Regions from separate parts of the Mus musculus genome. Here region 1 is linked to region 2. A link is a contact called in public Hi-C data. All regions are on one chromosome and are shown on one strand. The core of a region is the stretch at or near the end of the contact, and the rest is flanking DNA. Distances in the headings are between cores, read along the strand shown.

Evidence for each region. A called contact is a pair of places that touch in the nucleus more often than the background predicts.
Region 1: a contact with region 2 is called in a Hi-C map of the C2C12 cell line, with 1.9 times the contacts expected there. The contact joins two enhancer-like sites. A contact is called at or near these places in 1 of 15 datasets of contacts at CTCF or cohesin (the NIH/3T3 cell line) and 2 of 484 Hi-C or Micro-C datasets (the C2C12 cell line and adipose-derived mesenchymal stem cells).

The regions. Positions count from the first base shown.
Region 1 is chr12:10,326,924-10,333,168 of GRCm38.p6, reverse strand. No RefSeq gene overlaps it. Among named protein-coding and RNA genes, the nearest start is that of Nt5c1b, 40 kb to the left of the region's middle. Within about 2 kb of position 3,593, at least 32 of the 459 cell types and tissues checked have an H3K27ac peak or open chromatin away from gene starts, as enhancers often do. A contact at or near this core is called in the C2C12 cell line and adipose-derived mesenchymal stem cells, where this site is marked.
Region 2 is chr12:10,229,219-10,236,271 of GRCm38.p6, reverse strand. No RefSeq gene overlaps it. Among named protein-coding and RNA genes, the nearest start is that of Nt5c1b, 140 kb to the left of the region's middle. Within about 2 kb of position 4,946, at least 27 of the 459 cell types and tissues checked have an H3K27ac peak or open chromatin away from gene starts, as enhancers often do. A contact at or near this core is called in the C2C12 cell line and adipose-derived mesenchymal stem cells, where this site is marked.

The DNA.
Region 1 (6,245 bases), core at 2,344-4,843, 98 kb before region 2:
TATTGGGAAGCCACTCGCTATGTTGTCCTTTCCCGACTGCCTTATATGAAGTTGGTGCCAGACTTAAATTTGCTCGTTTCTCAAGTCAGATAACTTAAACACATAATTTTCTTAACATTGTTTTTCTTAAAATTAAAAGTAGTTTTTGATTTACTCATCTTGTGGGAACAAATGAAGCAATTTTCATTTTAAGCTTCTGCATGGTGTTAAAATTGGAACAGCTTGTTCAAATAGTGTAACTTTTATCTTGAATGATTATTGCTAAATTCCCTCTCAACAGCTTGGCTTAACATTCATTTTGGAAATTCAATCAACAACTTTTCCTACCTCATTTATTTCTTCAGATCCAAAATCATTTTGATTTTCTTCATTAGTAAATATATTTCATTAAATACCTGTTCCCAAATAGTCAGCTAAACTAATTTTTCTGTAGGGTTCAGTGCAATTAGCACAAGTTCTGTGCATTTCTTCTAAGGACCCATGTGTGGTGTAAGCCCAGCCCCATATTAAACTGTCTCAAGTCTTATTTAAACTGAGGTTTTTTTTTTTTCAATTTAGTCTTGTTATAAACTCTGTAATTTTTATTTTGGGGAAGGCTTCATGAAGGTGAAGAATGTATTCAACATTGAATGGCAAATTAGAATTGAGACACAGCTGTGACTTTGATGTTGCATCTTCTTTCTCAGCAACTTTTGACTTAATTTTATTATCTATACACCCATGCACACCCATACATACACAGGCATGCACATGCGTGCATGCAAAGGCAAGAGGATGATGTTTAGCGTCTTACCTCCATTCATTGCTTTCCATTCTATTCTCTGAGATTTGGTCATTCAATTTGGGGTTCAACAATTGGCTAAAATACTGGCCAATGAGCTTCATAGATCCACCTGGCTCTGTGTCTCCAAAATTAGATTACAAACTCAGGCCATTTGGTCTGGCTTTTATGTGGATTCGAAGAACCTGAAAGTGGGTCCTCATGATTGCTACCACAGCCAACACTTCCTTCACTCATCCATCTTCCCGGTGACCTCAGTGTCTTTTTAAAGCTCCATAGTACCTCACCTATAGAATTTATATTTTATATTAGACTTTATTCCTGTGCCTAAACAACTATCTCATTATAGGTGTTGTGAAGATAAAAATTAAAAAGGAGTCAGTTTAACAAACTTTAAAATGGGTTTCCATTCTATAAGAAATATATCTTTTTACAAATTTTATAGGAAATAAGTTTCAGTAATAGGCTACTGAGACCACTGGGGAGTACAGAATATGACTCCTAGAATACTCATTTTGGATAAGTGGAAAAGACTCATAGATATGTTGCTTTATACCTCATACTCCTAGAAAGAAAATCACAAGACTTAATCATGATAACACATAGAAAGTGGCAACAATGGAGTTTAAGGGACAGGAGAATATAGCATAGGTGCAGACCACCACAGATACCGAGATTTTTACAATTTTTTTAATGTTTATTCAGTTTCCATGGAAAGATAGGATGGAGAGTGTCCCTGCTCTCTCTCTATATGAGAAGAGGTGGTAGAAAAAGTCTTGTGGGTAGAATATAGAGATACTAGTCAGTTTTCTGGACCAGAAGGAAGAGCTAACACCACAAGCTCGTCTCTTGATGTTCCCACCAGAGTTTACTGCTTTTCTGCCATTGCTCTACTACTGACACCATTCTCATACCCTGGTCTCTCCCCTCTGTGCCAACTTTGCTCTAGTTCTGAAACTATTAATTATATCTGTTAACTTAAAAGAATTTGAGGTAGTATTCTGAGAGCCTTTGTGTTTTCCAAGCAAAACACTGTAAAATTACACATAAACAAGAATTATTGTGTCAGAAAACCTCATCCAAAACAAATCACTCTATGCTACCATTTTTTGGCAGAACCCTAGTGTGAGCCATCTATCTTATTCATATTTGAGGCCCAAACATTTTTGTTACCTCATGTTTCTTTCTTCCCTCCTGATTTCCTGACATTTCCAGTTCCTGCCAAATAGTTTTTGATTAGGTTGCATAGGTTCCTATCTGTATGTGATGGTGCTTTCATTCATGGTTTATGTTGAGGATAGAAGGGAAAGAATGGAAGATTGACAGAATATTTGGTGATAATGATTTTGCAGCTAAAATTGACCTCAGAGTAACTGGTTAAAAGTTGAAAATCAAGTAATGTACTACTAACTTGTCTTTAGAGAGCTATAATTCCTTATAACAACTGAGGGAAATATGGAAGAGAGTCTGAAGACCTCGAAGTCATACTCAGTAATGACTATGGTTTCATAGTGTCTTTCTTAGTTCACAGGAGAATAACAGTACATTTTGTGAGTAAACTGGACATTGATTATTTCATTTAGTTGTCATAGTAATGCTATAAAGCAGATATTATATTCTTATTTCATAAGTACTACAATTCTATGAAGTAGATATTGTATGCCTGTGTTATAAAGACCAAGCCTCATTTAATTTGGAGTAAATGCCTACCTGTGCCATAAATGTTAAGTATCAATGTAAGAACAGTTTCCAGCTCTGTCTGTCTGTCTGTCTGTCTCCAAGGTTTAAGCTTATTACCACATTCAGATTACTTTAAAACTTTATTGTAACTCATTTTAAAAAAATGGGTTTATATCACTTTCTTCTCTTTTCAATAAAACTATAGGAGACTTGTTCAGTGGATACTTTAAATATGCATAAAAGGATCTCAAATTACTATAAAGAATTTTTGACAGAACAGTCAACCTCCAGATATCCTTCTATTCCTAAGTCTGTGATCTCAAAGTAATTTTACTTCCCAGATAAGCATTCTAGCCAGAAGTGGCAAATGCATGAGCAATCTGCTATCATGATGAGCTTGGGGGTTCAGAGGGTCTCACAATTAGTGACAGATACGTGGCAGAATGACGTCATTTCCAACAGAGAATCCATTGAGCTCCTGCTTCATGGATTCTGTCTACCATTCCATGGATCCATCTCAGTGATGAGAGTTGAAAGGGAATTTTAAGTTATATTATCGATATGGCATTGCTTATGCAACTTATTTCTGTTTTCATCAAAGTAACTACTTGTGTGTTGTGTATTATTGGGAGTGAAGAAAGAGAGAAATACAACCAAGATTTTGGAACTCAGTAAAACCACATGGTGCAATCCAATGTTAGCATTAAATCCTGTAAAATGAGAATGATATTTATAGCTTTTTAGTAGTTATAATTACTGAGATATTATAACTCATAGGGTCAAAGTTTCATGAAGTCACTGTGAGTAACTTTGGTCATTTCCCTAACTACCATACTGGTGGAGTTCATGCCAATCTAATTGGAAATTATTACTATTGGAAGTCACTAAGTTTCAGGGAATGTTGACAGCCTGAGTTAAATACTATGCTCATTGTTTGCAGCTTGCTCTCACCACTGACAGTTTGAAGGGAGTACCCAGAAATACTTTAGTAGTGACACAGCCTGTAAGGACATTGGATTTAATTGAATAAGATGGAAGAAGAGGTAGTTACTTTCACTAGAAAGATAATTCTATTTCTGTTGCTTTCAGGAGAATGGATATGAGTAATACATTGTGTGGTTAGGCTATGGGCTACGAGAGCTTCCGAGAAGAAGATGAGGTTAAGCAAGTATCCTGAGTCACCCTAAACTGAGTAGACTCAGAGCTAGAAAGTTTCTTCCTGTCAGCTTTCCTACTTTAAAGGCATTAATGTTATTAAGGTTAGACATATGCAAGAGTATCAACTCGTGTGTTTTAAAAAGCCCTGTACTGAATGAGGTAGTTTTGTATACTACCAAATTCAATTTAGATTAACAGTATTTTTCCTACTTTTTTTCACTTGAAAAATGAAATATAATTGTACATCTCTATTAATATTTTTGTTTCAGGAAATACTGAAATAATAAATAAATTCTTTTTATTTTCTATTTTACCTTTCTTCTTCAAAATGCAGGTAACCCTGTTTAATGTGAAAAGTTTCTTAACTCATGAATTCTACATCTTATGCCACGAATTCTAGTATATTGTAGGCTAGATATCATAAAAATAATAACCTTTGGTTATATTTTAGCAAATAATTTGCTTTTGCTTATTTACATTAACATTGTTGGTTGAAAAGTATGATATATTATCATAAATGATCATTTGAGTTCATGAACCCAGTGATACTAGAATCTAGAAGGAAGGGAGGACAGTCTTAAGAGGAAGTAGGCTTAAGGCAAATCTTGTAAATTAATTCAATCTGGAATCTTGGACTCTGTTCCCTGAGTCTAAGTTGATTAGACACTGTAAAAATCAATTGGTCAAACATAATAATGGATGTGTACAAATTGGCCTCAATTTGACTATGTATTTCTTCTGTAACATTTCAGTCTCTTAAGTATTGCATTGTGTCTTAATAATACAGTTTGTTTCTTTCAGTAGTACTGAGGATCAACCTCAGGTTATTATGTGTTCTAGGCAAGGACTGTATCACTAAAATATATACTCATCCCTTTTACGATTTTAGTGAGGCTTTGTTGTTCTTACCCTATAGCCCAGGCAGTCTTCAATTTGTTACAAGCCAATGTCATTAGGCACAGCATATAATCCTACTGTTTAGAGTTTAAAGGGCTACAGACTGAGGAAAACTGAGAGAGAGAGAGAGAGAGAGAGAGAGAGAGAGAGAGAGAGAGAGAGAGAGAGAGAGAATATGAGCTAATGTCCAGAGCTGATATTTTGTAATCCTCAATTTAACTTTAGTCTTAGAATTCCAAGCTAATATAAACTATCCTTTGAGTGCTGCAACTTAGAAATAGGGAAAGATGCTGCACTGTGGTGGCACATGCCTTTAATCCCGGCACTCAGAAGGTGAGGTAGGTGAATCTCTGAATTCAAGGCCAGCCTGGTCTACAGGGCTACACAGAAAAATCCTATCTTGAAAAATAAAAAATAAATAAATAAATAAAAAATTAAAACATAAAAGAAATATAAAAAGGCTCAGAATAAGCCACTATTCACATGTCTGTCCTGAGAGATGTCCCAGACTCCTTAGGAAGGACTCACACTTCCCGTGCTCGCATCTCATGTACGTATTTCTTTCCAGAACAAGGGCAGCTCTCCTTGCCTTGTTTCATCTTAACTGTTTTTACTGCTGAATAAATATTTCAGAATTTGGAATGTTTCCACTCACAATCATGTCATCTTTCAGAAATTTGAGCATGCAGAGAGTACACGTTATCTGCAATCCTGATGACTTGATTCATTACCGGATGCTTGTTAGCCAAAGATAGAAGCAATTTTTATGCTATTAATCATGCTTCCCGCAAACTCCATAGTAGTTTTCAAAAAAAGAAAAAAAAAAGAAAATTATATGAAACCTTAAATCCGTCACTGTCATCTCGGTGTTTGCAGTGCCTCCTGCTTCTCGGGGAAAGGCGTGGCGTGCTTTCAGAACAACGCGGATCTGTTACTTCATCTGTCAAAACAAGAAGTAGATGCCTGTCATGTTTGTAGCCTGAAGGCAAGTCATTTGACATTAGTAGAGGGATCTGCATTAGATCTGGGTATTTTTAAATTAGAAAGTAGTTGTAGTTGTATCTGTGTTGTTTTCTACAAGGTGCTTGGTGTTAGGGAGATGAGCTAGCACGTTCTCCCTGCAAGCTGAAATCTGGGAAGGAGACCTCAGCCAGGCTCTGAGCCTGCCTGTTGAACCTCATTCTTTAGTTGACCTTATTTCAATCTTCTACAAGATTTGGCATGGTTTAGTGATCTTCTGTGAAGTGGGGGAATGAAAACGTTCATATAGGTACTGTTTATGGGGTGTTCCCCTTGAGTCACAAACCATGTTAGGCATTGAGGACATTGGTTTGTTTATTTGTTTGTTTTAATTAGGTATTTTCTTCATGTACATTTCCAGTGCTATCCCAAAAGTCCCCCATACCCTCCCCCACCCACTCCCCTACCCATCCACTCCCACTTCTTGGCCCTGGTGTTCCTCTATACTGAGGCATATAAAGTTTGCATGACCCATGAGCCTCTCTTTCCACTGATGGCAGACTAGGCCATCTTTTGATACATATGCAACTAGAGTCAAGAGCTCCAGGGTACTGGTTAGTTCATATTGTTGTTCCACCTATAGGGTTGCAGATCCCTTTAGCTCCTTGGGTACTTTCTCTAGCTCCTCCATTGGGGGCCCTGTGATCCATCCAATAGCTGACTGTGAGCATTCACTTTTGTATTTGCTAGGCCCCGGCATAATCTCACA
Region 2 (7,053 bases), core at 3,697-6,196:
AAGGCATTGGACTTGCCCTTAAATAGAGGCTTCACCTCATTGACTGTTTTTCTGGTGCTGCAAGGCACCCTGTGTACTGCCAGAGGAGAAAGTAATCATCAACTCAGCTCCAGAACCCAAAATATAGAGTCGTCACCTACCTGTGAGATATGCTTGTGCAGTAGTGGCAAGATTGTGTGGTAGTAACCAGCCACTCTCTGATTGTACTTAATTCCCACTGCATCAGATAGAATTCATGCCCAACACTGCTAGAGTGACCAAGAACATGAGACTTAGATAGGCAATGGTCCTAGATGGAAGCCAAGTACTACTGTTTTGCTAAGGGAACATGGCAATTTATATGACTCCTAAATAGATATGACATTGTGATGTATCCATAGATGAATGTCCTACTCCACCATCATGAAAGAAGATTCTTCTGACAGTATATTTGAACTAAAACAGAGACCCATAGTTGAACAATGTTCAGAGTAAAAGACATTGAAGCCTTTTGTCCTAAATGGGATGGTTTCACCAAATCCTTCCTCTCAGGACTCGGGGAACCACATAAAGAAGATGCAGAAAGATTCTAAGAGCCAGAGGTGATGGATGGCACCAAGGAGACCATGTCTTCCAGATAAAATAAGACTGACACACATATAAACTCACAGAGACTGGCAGCATGTGTAGCACCTACACAGGTTCAAACCAGACAGGGTCCCAGTGCTGAGGGGACGTGGACACAAACTCCCACCTCTAGTCAAGAAGCTATCTGTTGTTGATATCAGCTGGAAAAAATTAGTTTTCTCCACTTGAGACTTACTGGGTATATTAACCATCCTTCAGGGTAAGCCCCATGCCCAGGAGTAGTTGGTCAACACAAAACAAAGTTGTATCACATAAAACAAAGTTGTATTATTGTAGACATTTTGGCTCATTTTGCTTTATTTGGGCTTTTCCCCCCATTGGCCTTTTGATGATATACATTGATTTCAGTTTCTGTAGCTTGTGTTTGTTGGGGAGACTTTTTTTTATCCTTTTGTTTTTTGTTTTTTTAAATCAAGTGAAAGATAAAGTGGAGAGGAGAGGGGAGAGAGAGAGAGAGAGAGGGAGGGAGAGAGAGAGAGAGAGAGAGAGAGAGAGAGAGAGAGAGAGAGAGAGAGAGAGAGAGAGAGAAGGCCAGTTAGATGAAGATGTGAGAGGAGAAAAATGATCAGAGTATGTTTTATGAATTTTTTTCAATAAAAGGAAAACAAGTAAAAATATAAAATATTCTTATATATTAAACTGGCATTTATTTTGCTCACATTCTCATTCTTTCCCTTTGTTTCTTCAAACAGAGTATGTATATATCATATGTCATCATTACTATAGGTTTAGTAATGATGACATCTGATATATTTAGGAAACTGTTTCTCCTGAATTCCATTCCAGGTACTTTGTTTCTGTATATACATTTTTCCCTCTTTTTTTCCTTGGAACATTATCTGGGAGAAGTCTTAGAGGCCTGCATTGAATTAGTATTCCCCAAGAAGTGATTTGTGTTTGCTTCTACCAGTTTCCTGGGGCACCAGTGACCTGGGACCGCTTTAAATTAAATTGTCCACTTGAGATTTTTCAGACCTCACAGGTGGCATAAATTTAGTTGGCAAACCTGTGAACGACCTGTGCTGGCTTGACAATATCAGATTCTTTCTCCATCTACTAGTGCTAAGATGGTGACTGGAATTTTTTTTTGTTCTGTTTTCTACAATCAATTTATTTCCCATTCAATTTTCACATCCCACATGGATTCTAGTGTAAAGCAGGGTCCTCTTGGGGAAGCTTTGACGACTTAAGTTACCTACTGAATCCTGTGTGGCATTTACAGTGGATCCTGGTTATCTAAGGTATATGAGATATTTTCAAACTGTCTTCTTTCTTCATCTCTTCCTGTGATATTCACAATGGTGTGTCTCTCCATAGATCATAGTTTGAAATCCTAACCTCCAATGGAGTGGTATAAGGAGCTAGACCCTTTGGGAATTGTTTAGCATATGGGATTAATACCTTTACAATTGGCATCAGAGATCTGTTTTATGCCTTTTATATTGTAAGATTGTGATAGATAAATGGCCATAGCAGAGACACATTCACCTCAGCATCTGAATCTACCTTGCCTAGATCTCAAATTTCCAGGCTCCAAGGTGAGACGTAAAGCATCTCTATTATATCCTATTTAATAAATGGGGTTTCATAGAAGCTTAAATGAACTAAGATCATTGTGCGAGCCAGGGACCAGATGAAGGATTTAATTTGTAGTCCAAGAAAGCTCAAGTACTTTCTTCCCTGTTGTATATTTCCCACATTGCTTTGTGCTTTTGGTCCAAGTCCACCATGTAAACAACATGTGAGGGTAAGATTCATTTCTCTGGTTTCAATCAGATTGCGATTTCTCATAGGACAGGAAGAAAGAGTATTTTAATTTGTCCCATCCTTCCTTCATAGTTCACAACTACTTTATGTATAGAGACATTTCTTGTTATGTGTCCAATAAGACACCCAGTTATCATGAATATTATTATCATGACTGATCACTGTGCTAAAAATTAAAACAAATAAGTTGAAATCTTGGATTTAGCTAATAATTAGTTTGTACTAGCTTGGTCATTTCTATACTTGAATACTTCCAGATTAATTCCAAAGAAGGCAAGTTCATGACTGTGTACTTTATAAGGTTATGTTCCCCAAACCAAGCTTCTTCATGATTTTCTACTCTTAGTCATTTACCCAAATAGCAAGTAGATTGAACAAAAACTAGATAAGGGATTGAAGATGTACATTTTGAGAATGTTCCCAGAGCTGTCTTGTGAACAAGACCCATAGATATTCTTCTACTCTAATCACACTAAAATGGAAGGGGCCCTCCCATGAGGCATGGAGGCCAGGAGCTGTGGTCAGTTCCAGTGTGATTCTGAGATCGGATCTGTCAGCCTATATCTAAATCTTGGGTTAGTTATGCACTGTGGACCTCCGCAGTCCTCCAGCCCTCTCTTCTCAAGAAACCCTCTGGCTTGGACCCTCTGTCAATTTTTTTCCAACAGGCAATTGACAGGGCTCCCCCACTCTCCACTCCTGCTAATTCTTCTGTGGCTTGATGTCAGTCCCCAAGGGATAGGGTGAGCCTTGTGTTAATGCACGGTATTTCTTGAATGTTCCCCTCCTTCTCTAATCTGATATCTTTTACTACCTCCAAATTTCTCCGGGTAAGAACCTAAAATAAAATTCTAGATTTAAAGTAACAGCAATTTGGAGTCACCATAAATGTGTCCATAGAGTTAATACAAAATCATGTTCTTTAAGAAAAAAAAGGAAAGAATGGACACCCCAGGGGCGGCTTCTGTACTCCTTCTTTTTATTGACTGTTGTCTCCAAAGGTCTGATTTATTGAGAGTCACTTCACTCATCTATTCAGGACCCTTAGGAATAGCTCTCTCTTCTCTTATTTCCAGATTTCCTGGGAGACGAAACTCTCCCTTGCTCCACCATTCTGTATTTGTTGCTAAAGCTTGAAAACTTTGTTTTCACACATTTCAAACTAAGGTATCCCACTTTATTTCAATGCAAAATAGTAAAATGAGAAAAATCGCTCCCCAGCCCAGCAAACTATTCCAATGGCTCCTCAAATGACAGATTGTAACAATGTAGAAGTCAATTGCTGAGCTTTTTTTTTTTCCTTTCATCTCTTTGCCAGTTAACACCATTCTCTTCATTGTTTTTCAGTCTCTGAATGAATAAGTTGGGTTAGCTAGCCTGAACTCAGGAACCCTTTATCTTGGTTTAGTGTCCTGCCCTGCCTGTCCTTAAACTAAGTGTATATATAGCCTTTGCCAGATTACATTGTTTTAGGTATTCTTTTAATTATAAATTGTATAAATAATCACTGGCCTTATGTGATATCCTTTGAAAAGAAATATATTATTTAAACTAGATAATGTCACATAGAGGAGAAGGACCTAACAAATGTTTACTGATTGATTTTCTAAGCACTGTATGATTGTAATTGTAGCATTGATAATCATTCATGCTTGTGGTAACTCAGCGCTGCCCAGCATCTTTGTAGAAGACTGGTTTCTTATTCATGTAGTCAAATACCTTAAAGTTCATAGGCAAGTGGCCATGAAGCCTATTTTGTTTAAAGCACTATGACCTTCCAACCTTCAGACCCAGAAGGAATTCCTGTGTAGCAAGCCATATAATGTGTTGCTTCTGAGGCTCTTAGGCCAGTGTGTCTGGGAAAGCTTCAGGCTGGAAGTATTGAGGAGTATTAATGTGCAGACGTAGGATCTGTCAGGAATACGAGCTGTGGTGCAACACAAACCACCTGCAAAGCTTGTGATGTTTTTTGAAACAGAGTGCCGGAAAGAAGGGGCCCAAGGCCAAGAAAGGAAAATGGAGCTGCAGATTGGTGTGCAGCTCAAAGCACAGGCAGGGTAAGGAAGCTGCTCTTGTACTTCTATACCCTCCCCACCCCCAGCTGCTGTTCTGGGTGTCACATTTTCGTGACTGATGGACCATGTCAGGCTGAGGCATACTGGATTTCTATGCACATAAGAAAGGGAACAGAAAAGGTCAATGTCTTCAGTAAAACTTAGAGGATGATTTTACACCAGCAGCGACTCTCCCATAACGTTTAAAGCAGATTCTAATAAGTGGTTTCCAAATAGTAACAAAGCCGTGCAATGAGTTGCCAGGACATAAGCTGGGTGCCCCTTAGACCTTGGGAACTGTAAATCTCGAAAGAAGGCAGATAGTCTCCCCAATTAGGGTGCTAAGATTAGCAATCTCTTTCCTGAGTTTGCCAAAAAACACAAAGATGCTGATACAGAATTGGTAGCAGATCCACTAAAAACAGGCAGCCATGTGTCCATTAGTGTATGTCTGTGCTTCTGTGGTTAGGAGGCATGCAGCTGAGTGATGGGCCGTGCTATTTGTATCTCTGACATCATCAGTGCCTCTGAGGGAGTCCTTGCTAAAGCATGTCTCGTAGTCTAGTTGTTGCTCTTCAGAGCCATGATTTAGAACTACTTTTTCGTTTTGTTTTTTTCTAATCCTAAGTTTTTCTATGTAAGCCTTGCCTGAAACAAACACATAGCTTCAAAAGAATATAAAAGTAACGGTCTGTATAGGCATCAGTGGCAAAATCCTGGAGCCAGGAAATGCGCTTTGCAAAACTTCAAGGAAAAAAAAAAAAGATTTGCTGAGTGACTAGTGATCCTAAGAAAAGTTTCACTCCAGTGGCACAGGAGTAAGTATAGCAGTGTCTGGAGTGTTGGGACACCTCGGACATTAACCAGACCAGCTTTCCCACCTACTGCGTCATCAACATACTTTCTCCCAACACTCTGACATTTCCTCCCATCTCTCCTCACCTCCATCAGGCCCCCATGTTCTGTCCCTCACAAAGTCTGTCCCACCTGGCTTCTTGTCTTGGCTGATGAAAATCTACAGAGGCAGGAGAGAAGGAGCTGGATGTGATGCGGGCTGCAGATTACACGGGGATGAAAAGCACAGACGCAGATCCCATGACTGGTGAGAAGAGTCCACAAGAGAAGTAACTGCAGAGTAATTAGCAGAAGACTGTGTGCGCTGGTACATGGATGTGCTAAAGTGCTCCTACCGACTTTACTCTTTAACTTTGTTAATTTTAGGCAGGGTTCCTAAATTGGTCTTGCTATATAGCCAAGGATAACCAGTCTGAACTGATTATCCTCCTGTCTCCAATTCTCTAGCCCTGTGGTTACAGACAATAATTATGATACCTGGTTCTTGTGATACATGAATGAGAATACTCAATAACCACAAATATAAGATTTGGATTTTTAAGTCCCTAGTTTCTGATTTCAAATATTGCATTTTTTCCATTTGACCCCATTTTTGCTTACATGGATACAAAGATCCAAAACCCATAACACAGAACATAATATTTATTTACATTCTGAAATAATGTGCTGCTTATTGTTTTCAACAATTGTTTGAAACAACTTGGTTTTCAGTCAGTCCATGTGTGTTACAGGTGGCCTTTTGATTAAACAGGCACAAAAGAAGTTTGAAGAGATCACATTTTCTTGGAAAGCCATGAGAGTGAAGAAGACGTATGATTTTTGAAGAATGGTCTTTTTAAATAGCCTTCTATTATTTTACACAATGGAAGAATGAAAGCTAAGATACATGTGATTTAAAATTACTGTTCACTGTTATTTTTAGGGTTTTATGTTGTAGGATAGTTAGCAGGTTAGGACTAGGGCTCTTGCCTAGCAATAACTACTCATATGATGGCCATACTGTCAAGTACTGATTGCTTTTGGATGTCAGTTTCCATAATTTAAAAATGAAAGGTTATGACTAAATTAGTTCAAAGTAACAGTTATGAGCCTCATTGAGTATTCTTTTTGTATTACTGAAAATAGGTTCTTTTCTCATACAAAACATCCCAAACACAGTTTCTCCTCCATCCACCCATTCATGTTCACCCACACATGCCCTTCCCTCCTTCACCATTTCCCCTTAGTAAATAGTGGGCTTCTAAGAGACAACAACAAAACATGACAAAGGAAGATACAATAAGACAAGGCAAAAGCCCTTATTTCTAGGTTGGGAAAAGCAACCTAACAGGATGATAGGAGTCTCAGGAGCAGGCAAAAGAGTCAGAGATACATTCTCAATCCCACTGCTAGGAGGTTCACAAAAACACACTAAGCTAACAGTCATAACATATATGCATGGGACTTGGTACAGATGCATGCAGACCTGTGCTTGCCAATTCAGTCTTTGTGAGCTCTTATGAGCCCTGTGTAGTTGATTCAGTGGACAGTACTCTCCTGGTGTCTTGCAATCCCGTTGACTTCTACAATCTTTTCTCCCTCTCTTCCATGGCTTTCCCTGAGCTCTGAGGTGAGGGAACTGATTGAAACTTCCAACTTAGACTCTCTCTGGGTAGTGACTGGATGTGGATCTCTGCACCTATTCCCATCAGGTACCAGAGGAAGCTCTTGGATGATGACTGGACAACCTAAGGTAGAAGCAGATATGACT